Regions from separate parts of the Sus scrofa genome. Here region 2 is linked to region 1. Evidence: chromatin contacts called from public HiChIP or PLAC-seq data. All regions are on one chromosome and are shown on one strand. Each heading gives the region's core, a stretch centred on a gene start, on an enhancer-like site or on the middle of the called end of the contact. The rest is flanking DNA. Distances are from core to core; before and after follow the strand shown. Region 1 holds the start of ZNF592 (zinc finger protein 592). Region 2 holds the start of SEC11A (signal peptidase complex catalytic subunit SEC11A).

The links. HiChIP or PLAC-seq counts read pairs in DNA pulled down with a chosen protein or histone mark.
Region 2: an H3K27ac HiChIP or PLAC-seq map of alveolar macrophages shows a contact between it and region 1. The contact joins the promoter of SEC11A here to the promoter of ZNF592 in region 1. A contact is called at or near these places in 1 of 5 promoter capture datasets (liver), 10 of 47 Hi-C or Micro-C datasets (alveolar macrophages, blood, heart right ventricle and 3 more) and 2 of 2 datasets of contacts at active chromatin or transcription factors (alveolar macrophages and skeletal muscle).

The regions. Positions count from the first base shown.
Region 1 is chr7:52,791,545-52,796,078 of Sscrofa11.1, forward strand. ZNF592 (zinc finger protein 592) reads right to left here and starts at 2,406. Exons shown (of 11, transcript XM_021098901.1): 1 at 2,300-2,406.
Region 2 is chr7:52,826,920-52,831,100 of Sscrofa11.1, forward strand. SEC11A (signal peptidase complex catalytic subunit SEC11A) reads left to right here and starts at 2,348. Exons shown (of 7, transcript XM_021098904.1): 1 at 2,348-2,367; 2 at 2,584-2,790. The coding sequence starts at 2,740.

The sequences.
Region 1 (4,534 bases), core at 1,156-3,655:
CTCTTTTCTAGTAGCAGAGAGGATTAGGTTAAATATGATAATGCCTGCAAAAGTCTTCTAAAATTGATTCTTTCACCTAATGGCAGTCCAGAAATGTTAATTCATTTTCCTTTCCCTTCCTAAAAGCTGGGCAAAATCGTCTGAGGAAAAGGATCCTCCCCAGACTGCTTGAGGCTTTTTCAGGCAGATCAAGTAGTTAGGCCATTCAACACAGAAAGCCTTACCATACCTGCTTATCTTGGTCCACACCAGAGTCCTCGAAAATGTAAATAACGTCATGTCACTCACTTAAACCCCTTCAAAGGTTCCTAATTACACTGGGAATACAATCCAAATTAAGGAGGGAAGGCATTCTGTCCCCAAGGCCCCAGTGATCTGACACACCTCTCCATAGACTTATCTCCTCTTTCTCCCTTTCCCCCCTACAGCCACACAGGCCTCTTTCACTTCCTCCAACTTGCCGAGCTCTGTGCTGCTCCACACATGGTTAACTCTTAACCCTCCTTCAAGTCTCAGCATAAATGTCACTTCCTCAAGGGAAGTCTTCCCTGAGCCCCCAACCCAAATAAAGGGCGACGTCTCTTACCACTCTTCACATTTCTTTCCTTGTACTCATCACAGTTTGAAATGATTAGTTCACTACTACCTTCAAAGTTTTATTCAAAAGACTTTCTTAGGAGGTCTTTCCAGGCCACTCGAATATAAATTCAGTCCTCACCCAACAACTCATAGCCTCCTTTCTTATTTTATTTTTCTCCTTAGCACTTATTAACAGACTATATTTTTATTACATATTTAATTTTATTGTCTCCCCCCACCCCAAGCCTCCAGGATGAAACTTCCACAAGGGCAGTTATTTTTGCTTGCTTTCTTCACAGTATCTAAAACAATGCCTGGCACATACTAGTTGACAAATATTTGTTGTTGAATGAAATTTCAAGATGATTTGCTTATTATTGGGCCTTCCCACAAGTCAATGAGCTCAATTAAGCTAAAACATGTCTTTTTGGTTTACCGCTGTACTCCCAAAACCTAGTCCAGTGCCTGGCACATAATAAGTGCTCAGTAAAATTTTGCTGAATGAATCAAAGCCACGACCAGTGGAAACATTGGAAAATGATCAAAATGTGTGTGCTAGCACCTTGCTTCCTGCTCTCTTTCACTGTGTAGTGTACCTATGAGTTTGAGGAAACAGATCCCTGAAATCCTACCAAGTACCCACCAGGCCAGGCATGTCCACATCCTGTATCCTTAGCCACACTCTACACACCAACAGATGCACCAGACAGCCCTTCCAGGAACACAGAGCTGAAGGCAAGTGGGCCAACCCTAAGCCAAATACCATCTTACCCCCAAGTCCCCTCCTCCAGTTCTATTCTAGACTAGTCCTGGGTGTTAGACATACTGCCCTGGGTGGGTCTGTGAATTTACTCCAATCCAGGCTTTTTAATGCCATCTCTGGCCTACGCAAAAGAAAAAATGGAGAAGAAAAAAAAAAAAAAAAGTTAAAAATCCCTGAGCAGTTCTGATAATCCTGGGGTTCTCAGAAGCAGGCACACCTCAGGTCGTACAGACCCCTCCCCCTCACACGCGCTGATCCAAGGCCAGGAGGCCATCTGTCCAGCAGACGCTCCCCGTCCTCCCTCGGGTCACATTGAGCCTCCCCCTCAGGTTGGCAGGAAAAGCCCCTGCAGAGACAACCTCCACCCTGATCAACAGGCCTGGTCACTCCCTGGGCCCCCAACTCCGGGGCAGGAATACCTGTCTGCTCCCGATGAAACCTCCCCCGGGGTCAGAACTTGGGCGGGGGGGGGCGAAGGGGAACGGAGGGGCGCCAAAAAAGGTCGATCCCCCAAGTGTCTACTCCGGGACGGCGACAGCTCTTCGGGCGGCCCAGACGGTCCGACTGACAGGACGCCCCAGCGGGGGAAAGTGGCACCGTTATCCGTGCCCGGGCAGGGGGCCGTGGGCCGACGCCGAGGGCGGCCGCCCGTCCCGCGCCAGGAGGACAGCAGCATGCCCGCCCAGCCGGGTAGCGGCGGGTCGGGGCGGCGGAAGGGGCAGGCGGCCCGTCGGCCGGGGGCGGGGTGGGGTGGCGGCCGGGGCCCGCCAGGCGGCGGTCGGGGGAAGTGGCTGCCGCCTCGGGCGGCGAGCAGGGTCCGCCTGGCTGCAGGGCCGGGCCTCGGCGCGGGCGCGGGCTCGGCCCCGGCTCCGCTCAGCCCCGGCTCAGGCTAGGGCGGCCTCGGCGGCGGCCCCGGCCCACAAGCCCCGCCCGGCCCGGCCCGCGGGGGGCGCTTACCTGGCGGCGGCGGCGGCTGCAGGCCCCGGGCTCGGCCGCGCGCGTCCCCAGCGCCGGCTGCGGGAGCCACAACATGGCGACGGCGGTGGCGGGCGGGGCTGCGGCTCCGGGGGCGGAGCGGGGGCGGGAGCCGGCCTGGCGGCGGGACCTGGCTGGGGCCGCGGGGGGGTGGGGGGAGGCGGAAGGCGACTCGGACCTGGGCGCCCGGCCCAGGGCGGTGTGGCTGAGCGGCTGCCCCAGCCCCAGTCTGGGCCCGGCCTCTCGCCTCTTGCCTTCGGCCTCCCGCCTCCCGTCCCGGGCGGGCTGCGCGGCACCGACCCGACGGCGGCGGGCGGGGCAGGGGAGGCACGGGGAAGAAATAGAACCCCAACCTCGCGGACCCGGGCCCGGCCCGCGGGCTCGCCTGCCTCTCCTGCCCAGCAGAGCACCCGGAGCGGTACCGGCCCAGCGGCCGCTCTCCGCGACTTGGGCCTCTCGTCCTCTGACGCGCCTCCCGGGCAGGGCCGAGGTCGGGGCCGAGGTCTCCCACTAGAGGGCCACGATCTGCCTACGCGGCTGTGTCGCCCTAGCGGAGGGCGAGCGCCTCAGGAGCTGAGACGGCGTCCTCTTCCCTCAGATCTGGCACTAGTGGAGCCTAGTAGGCAGCTATGTGAAAGGTAGCAGAGGGGGCATGGGCCTGGCGCTTACTAGGTGCGCCCTCAATGTTGGGTCATTGCTATATCTAGAGACCTGCACGAAGGCCCGGAGGAATGGAGCCTCTGGAGGAACCGTGAGACCCGCGGTGAACAGAGTTGAAGGCCTGGCAACGGGTGCCTCCCAGGGTATAGACGGCGAGACCTCCGAGTTACAGGGGAAGCTAGGACTGTGCAAGGTGAGAACGGAGAGGTGGGCAGATGGCCCAGAAGGTGACCAGCAGGACCTTCCAAGAGCCCAGCGTACCTGGAGACAGGCGGAATTAAGGCAACAGCCAGGTGATAGTGTGAGAACCCAGAGATGAGGCCCTGGTGTCTGGCAGTGAGCACCCACTGCCAACCGTGGAGAAGTGCGTCTGAAGAACGGGGAAGGACAGGCCAATCTTCAAGAGGGGTGGAACTTTCAGCCCGGTCCGACTGTGGGCCAGACTCTAAGCTGAGCTGAGCTCTTGAGTAGGGAGTAAGTGGTAGTGAAGCGCTGAAGGCAGTAAAAAGGGTGGTGGTTCTTTCCCGAAGTTTGGCAGGGAGAGGGGAAGAAAAGCAGGCCTTATGTATAGCTCCAGGGGTAGTTGGAGCAGAGGAGAAAGGTGATTTTTTTTTTCTTTTAAATTGAGGAGGTGCACTCAAAAGAGCTGATAGGGGAGAATAAAAAGATGAGAGAGAATAATTAATGGTGCATGATCTCATAAAAGGAAAACGAGATGGGGGGGTGCTAAGAAATCTGAGAAGAGGCACACTTCTTCCAACCAGGTTTAAAGGATACACAAAGATAGAAATAAATATTTTAGGGTGGGGAGGTATGCATACTCAGCCAGGCATGTTCCCATGGTTCAGTGACCTGGATGACCCCCAAAGTCAACCATAATCCTGCTGGGGTCACTGCCCTTTAAAACTTACATGTAGTTGGCTCTGGGAAACCCAAGATCTCTGCCAATATTTCCAAAGATTCATGGGGGAACTTGGAGTTCTCTAAATAATCACTGGCCCCAATTGCCCTTTTAGGAAATTTGTCACTATACCTTGGATACCACTCCATTTATTTTATTAAGATTTAATTTTATATTTTTAATGTTCTAGTGGTCTTAAGGTTGTCTTTTCTGGATTTTTTTTTTTTTGGTCTTTTTGACATTTCTTAGGCCACTCCGGTGGCATATGGAGATTCCCAGGATAGGGGTCGAATTGGAGCTGTAGCCACCGGCCTACACCAGAGCCACAGCAACCCAGGATCCAAGCCATGTCTGTAACCTACACCACAGCTCACAGCAACACCAGATCCTTAACCCACTGAGTGAGGCCAGGGATCAAACCTGCAACCTCCTGGTTCCTAGTCAGATTCGATAACCACTGAGCCACAACAGGAACTCCAGTTGTTAGGGGTTTTTTACCTTTTTTTTGGCTTTTCTAGGGCCGCACTAGTGGCACATGGAGGTTCCCAGGCTAGGGATCTAATTGGACCTGTAGTTGCTGGCCTACACCACAGCTACAGCAACGTGGGATGTGAGCTGTGTCTGTGACGTATACCACAGCTCACGGCATCACCGGA
Region 2 (4,181 bases), core at 1,098-3,597, 35 kb after region 1:
AGAGCCAATACAAAATAAACTTTTAAGAGCGAAATGACTATTGAGATATAACATGGTTTCTGAGAAAATCCTAATTAATCTGACATTTAAAATTTATGAAATAGATGGGAACAAAGTTTCTCTTCCTGCTGAAATAGCCTGTAGATAACTTGATATATCACTGGTCCAGGGATCTCATGTTGGAAAAATGCTGATAGATTAGGAGATATTTGCCCAGTCATGTGACTAGAGAACTCACTGAAGTGGAAGAGAGCAAAAACTGAAAGGAAATGTATAGTGTGATCCCAATTATGTGAAAAAATGAGTGTAAACTTTAAGTACATGGGGAAAAAGCACTATAAGGGAAAATTGTTGGAATTACCTGGAGGCACAGTGGGTTAGGGATCCTGTGTTGTCACTGCTGCTCTTTGCTACAGCCTAGGCTCTGGCCCTGGAACTTCAGAATACTGAGGGTGTGGCCAAAAAAACAAAAGCAAAAACTTTTTTTTTTTTTTTGTCTTTTTGCCTTTTCTAGGGCCGCTCCCTCGGCATATGGAGGTTCCCAGGCTAGGGGTCTAATCAGAGCTGTAGCCACCGGCCTACGCCAGGGCCACAGCAATGCAGGATCTGAGCCGCGTCTGCAACCTACACCACAGCTCACAGCAACGCCAGATCCTTAACCCACTAGGCAAGGCCAGGGTTTGAACCGGCCACCTCATGGTTCCTAGTCAGATTTGTTAACCACTGTGCCACGACGGCAACTCCAGCAAAAACCTTTATTTATTTATTTATTTATTTATTTATTTATTTTTGCTTTCCAGGGCCACATCTGAGGCATATGGAGGTTCCTGGTCTAGGGGTAGAATCAGAACTGCAGCTACGCCACAGCAACACAAGATCTGAGCTGTGTCTTCAACCTACACCACAGTTCACAGCAATGATGGATCCTTAACCCATTGAGCAAGGCCAGGGATTGAAACTGAGTCCTCATGGATACTAGTCAGGTTAGTTACTGCTGAGCCACAAGGGGAACTCTCCAAAACTTTTAATAGTGATGATGGGTTTAGAGAGGGGAGAGACTCTCTAAGACTCTCTAAAAGACTCTCTAAGAGCAAAAAGAACCATCACATTCTACTCGCTTTTTAATTTCAAATTGTGGTCAAATCCACATAACAAACAATGTACCATCTTACCTATTTTTAAGAGTAGAGTTCAGTGGTGTCAAGTACATTCACATTGCTGTGCAAGCAATCTCCAGAACTTTTCCATCCTGAAAAATTAAAATTCTGTATCCATTAAGCAACTCCCCATTTCCTCCTCCCCCTAACCCTTGAACCACTGTTCTACTTTCTGTCTCTGAATCTGACTACTTCTAGGTACCTCATATAAGGGACTCAGACAGTATTTGTCCTTTTGTATTCGGCTTATTTCACTTAGAATAATGTTCTCAAGGTTCACCCATGTGGTAGCATATAGGACTTCATTCCTTTTTAAGCCATAATAATATTCCATAGTATGTTTATACTTCCTTTGTTATTCATTCCTTCATTAAGGGACATTTGAGTTGCTTCCACTTTTTAAATATTGTGAATAATGCTGCTATGAACATGGGTATACAAACAGCTCTTCAAGACCCTGCTTTGAATTCTTTCAGGTATATAGCCAGCAGTGGAGTGGCTAGATTGCCTGTCATGTTTTAATCTTTTACAATGAGAATGTACGCATGTATTGTTTGTACGTGTTAAAACATATGAAGAAAAGAGTCTGGTACTGTTAAAAAGCTGGGGGCCAGGGATCCAACCCGCATCCTCAGGGATACTAGCCGGCTTCTTAACCCTCTGAGATACAATGGAAACTCCCAACTTATAATTTCAATTTATGATGGTTTCATTGGGAGGTAAGCCAAGGAAGAGCTGTACAGACAGCAATAAGCGATAAGAGTCACCTTGTGGTGCCCAAGGTAAAAAAAAAACAAAAAACAAAACAGGAGATTCTTCTCAGGGATACTATCAGATCCTGTTAGGTCAAAATAAAGGAGGAAGGGACTGACTACCTGACAATCCGCACCACAGATGGTCTTTTCACACTGTCACATTAGTTTTCTAATCCTACCGGGTTGTTTTCTCTCAAACCAAGAGTTTCCTAAACTCCTGAAAGGTTCAGGCAGTGCTTTGCAAGTCTCTCATATATTCCGCCCTTACCCAACAGCACTACTGAAACAGAGCCGTTCAGTTTCCCTTAGCTCGGTAGACCAGCCCTACCAGAGGAGGCCGGGCTGGGGAAATGTCCAGGGCCACACCCAGGCCCGCGGCCCCGGCTTGAACGCGCCAGCCAATCACAGGCCGGTTCTACTCGCAAACCCCAGAGACACAGCTCCCTATTAGCCAGGTGTGCACCAGGGCCCGCCTTCTGGAGGTTGCAGGGAGGCCTTCTAGCTAAACCCGAGTGGCCGCCTCCGTGTGGGGCCGCGGGGCTGAGGTGGGGAAGTGGGTTTCGGTCTGTTTGCAGCAGCCGAGGTACCGGATACGAAAGCCCTTCTACAGCGAAGCTAGGCCAAGAGGCTGGATTAGGAAGGTCACGCGTCCCTTTGTCTGTTTTCCGCAGCGAAGGGGCAGGGCTGCCCCGGTTCCGCCCCGGAAGCGGAAGTGCGGGCGCCGCGGGGTCCTGTCCAGTGTGAGCGCGGCCGGTGAGCCAGCCGTTCCTGCCGCTGGTAACACAGTTCGTCTCTCCTACTGCTCGCGTCCCCTCGCCAGCCGCGCCATGCTGTCTCTAGATTTTCTGGACGATGTGCGGCGGATGAACAAGCGGCAGGTGAGGTTGGCCACCTACCGTTCTCCTAGTCCCACGAATGCTGCTGCTGCGGTGCCCCGCGGATCTCTGGGCCCCAGTGTGAGGGCCTGAACGGGTCTGACGCTGGGATTACACCATCTCATTGTAGAGTCTGTGGCCAGAGGTAGCTTTATCCGTCCCCAATTTTTAGCCCCTAGCTGATTCCGGGCCTTCTATGGGCGGAGCAGGAAGCCTGGTCTTCTCGTTCCATTCCCCACGATGAGGCAGGGGAGCAAGAGGAAACAGTAGGGTATTTTGTAAGTGGGAGTTGGGGTTACTTATTGTTTTAAACTTGATAAGGCGGCAAACTCATGATTTCTCCAATTGCAGCGACTTCCAGTGGATTCTGGCAACTAGGTTTAGCAGTTAGTTCACTTCTGCTCTGACTTTGGGGGTGCTCCGGAAGGCGGTTAGGCCCAACAAAAGCCATTTTGCTACTTTCAGCAGTTGCAGCCTTTCTAGAGCAGCGGGCTGCGCGGACTTCCCTGAACCACCTCCGAGTTCAGAGTTTGAACAGTTACTCTACTTGCTCGTGAGTCACTTCGCATTAAGGTGGCAGCCCTCAGAATCCTCGGGTATACCTCCCAGTATTAGTGGCACAGGGATCTTGAGATTTAGATCTCCTGGTATTGTCCTTAAACCTTGCTCTGTCTTGAACTTATAGATCGTATTCTAGAGGGTACTAGGAATACTTTTGTAAGGGGCACACTTGGAAAAGTTACTCCTTTTTGTCTTCTGCACCTGTGTCTGTGGAGCCTAGTTTTGATTGCCTCGGACCTTTTTACAGATCTGCCTTCAAGGAGTATAATGTGTAGAAAATGACTAAGGCAAGGCAATTACTTTTAAGCTCTTGCTATACCTGTGAGGTAGATAATGTTATTCCCATTACACAGATTAAGAAAATGAGCTACCTGCCAGAGATTGTTAGGAAATGGGAAGAATTGGATAGCATGGGGATGGGGCAAGGATAAGTTATGAAATGAGCTTTTACCTGCACATAATATCTCGGGGAAAAAATGATAGTGACTCTAGGTACCGAGAGCTAATTAGATGAAAAGAGGGAAACTAGAAGTTTGGTTTTAGCCCTCTAAAATTGCTGTCATTTGTGTAACTTTTCCATTTATGCCTAAATATATCTCATCTAATGTCTGATTAATTTGAGTTGTAGTTTTTCTTTTTCTTCTTACCAGGTTCACAAAGGATTACTTTAGTGCAATAAATTCCATCCATTTAAAGTGTATCAGTTAATATGTTTCTGTAATTATTTGCATCCATTACAGTCATACAGAACGTTTCTATCACCCACAAGATCTTGTGCCCCTTTGTAGTTCATCTCTAGCAATTGGCAACCACTGGCTTGCTTTCTTGTCAGT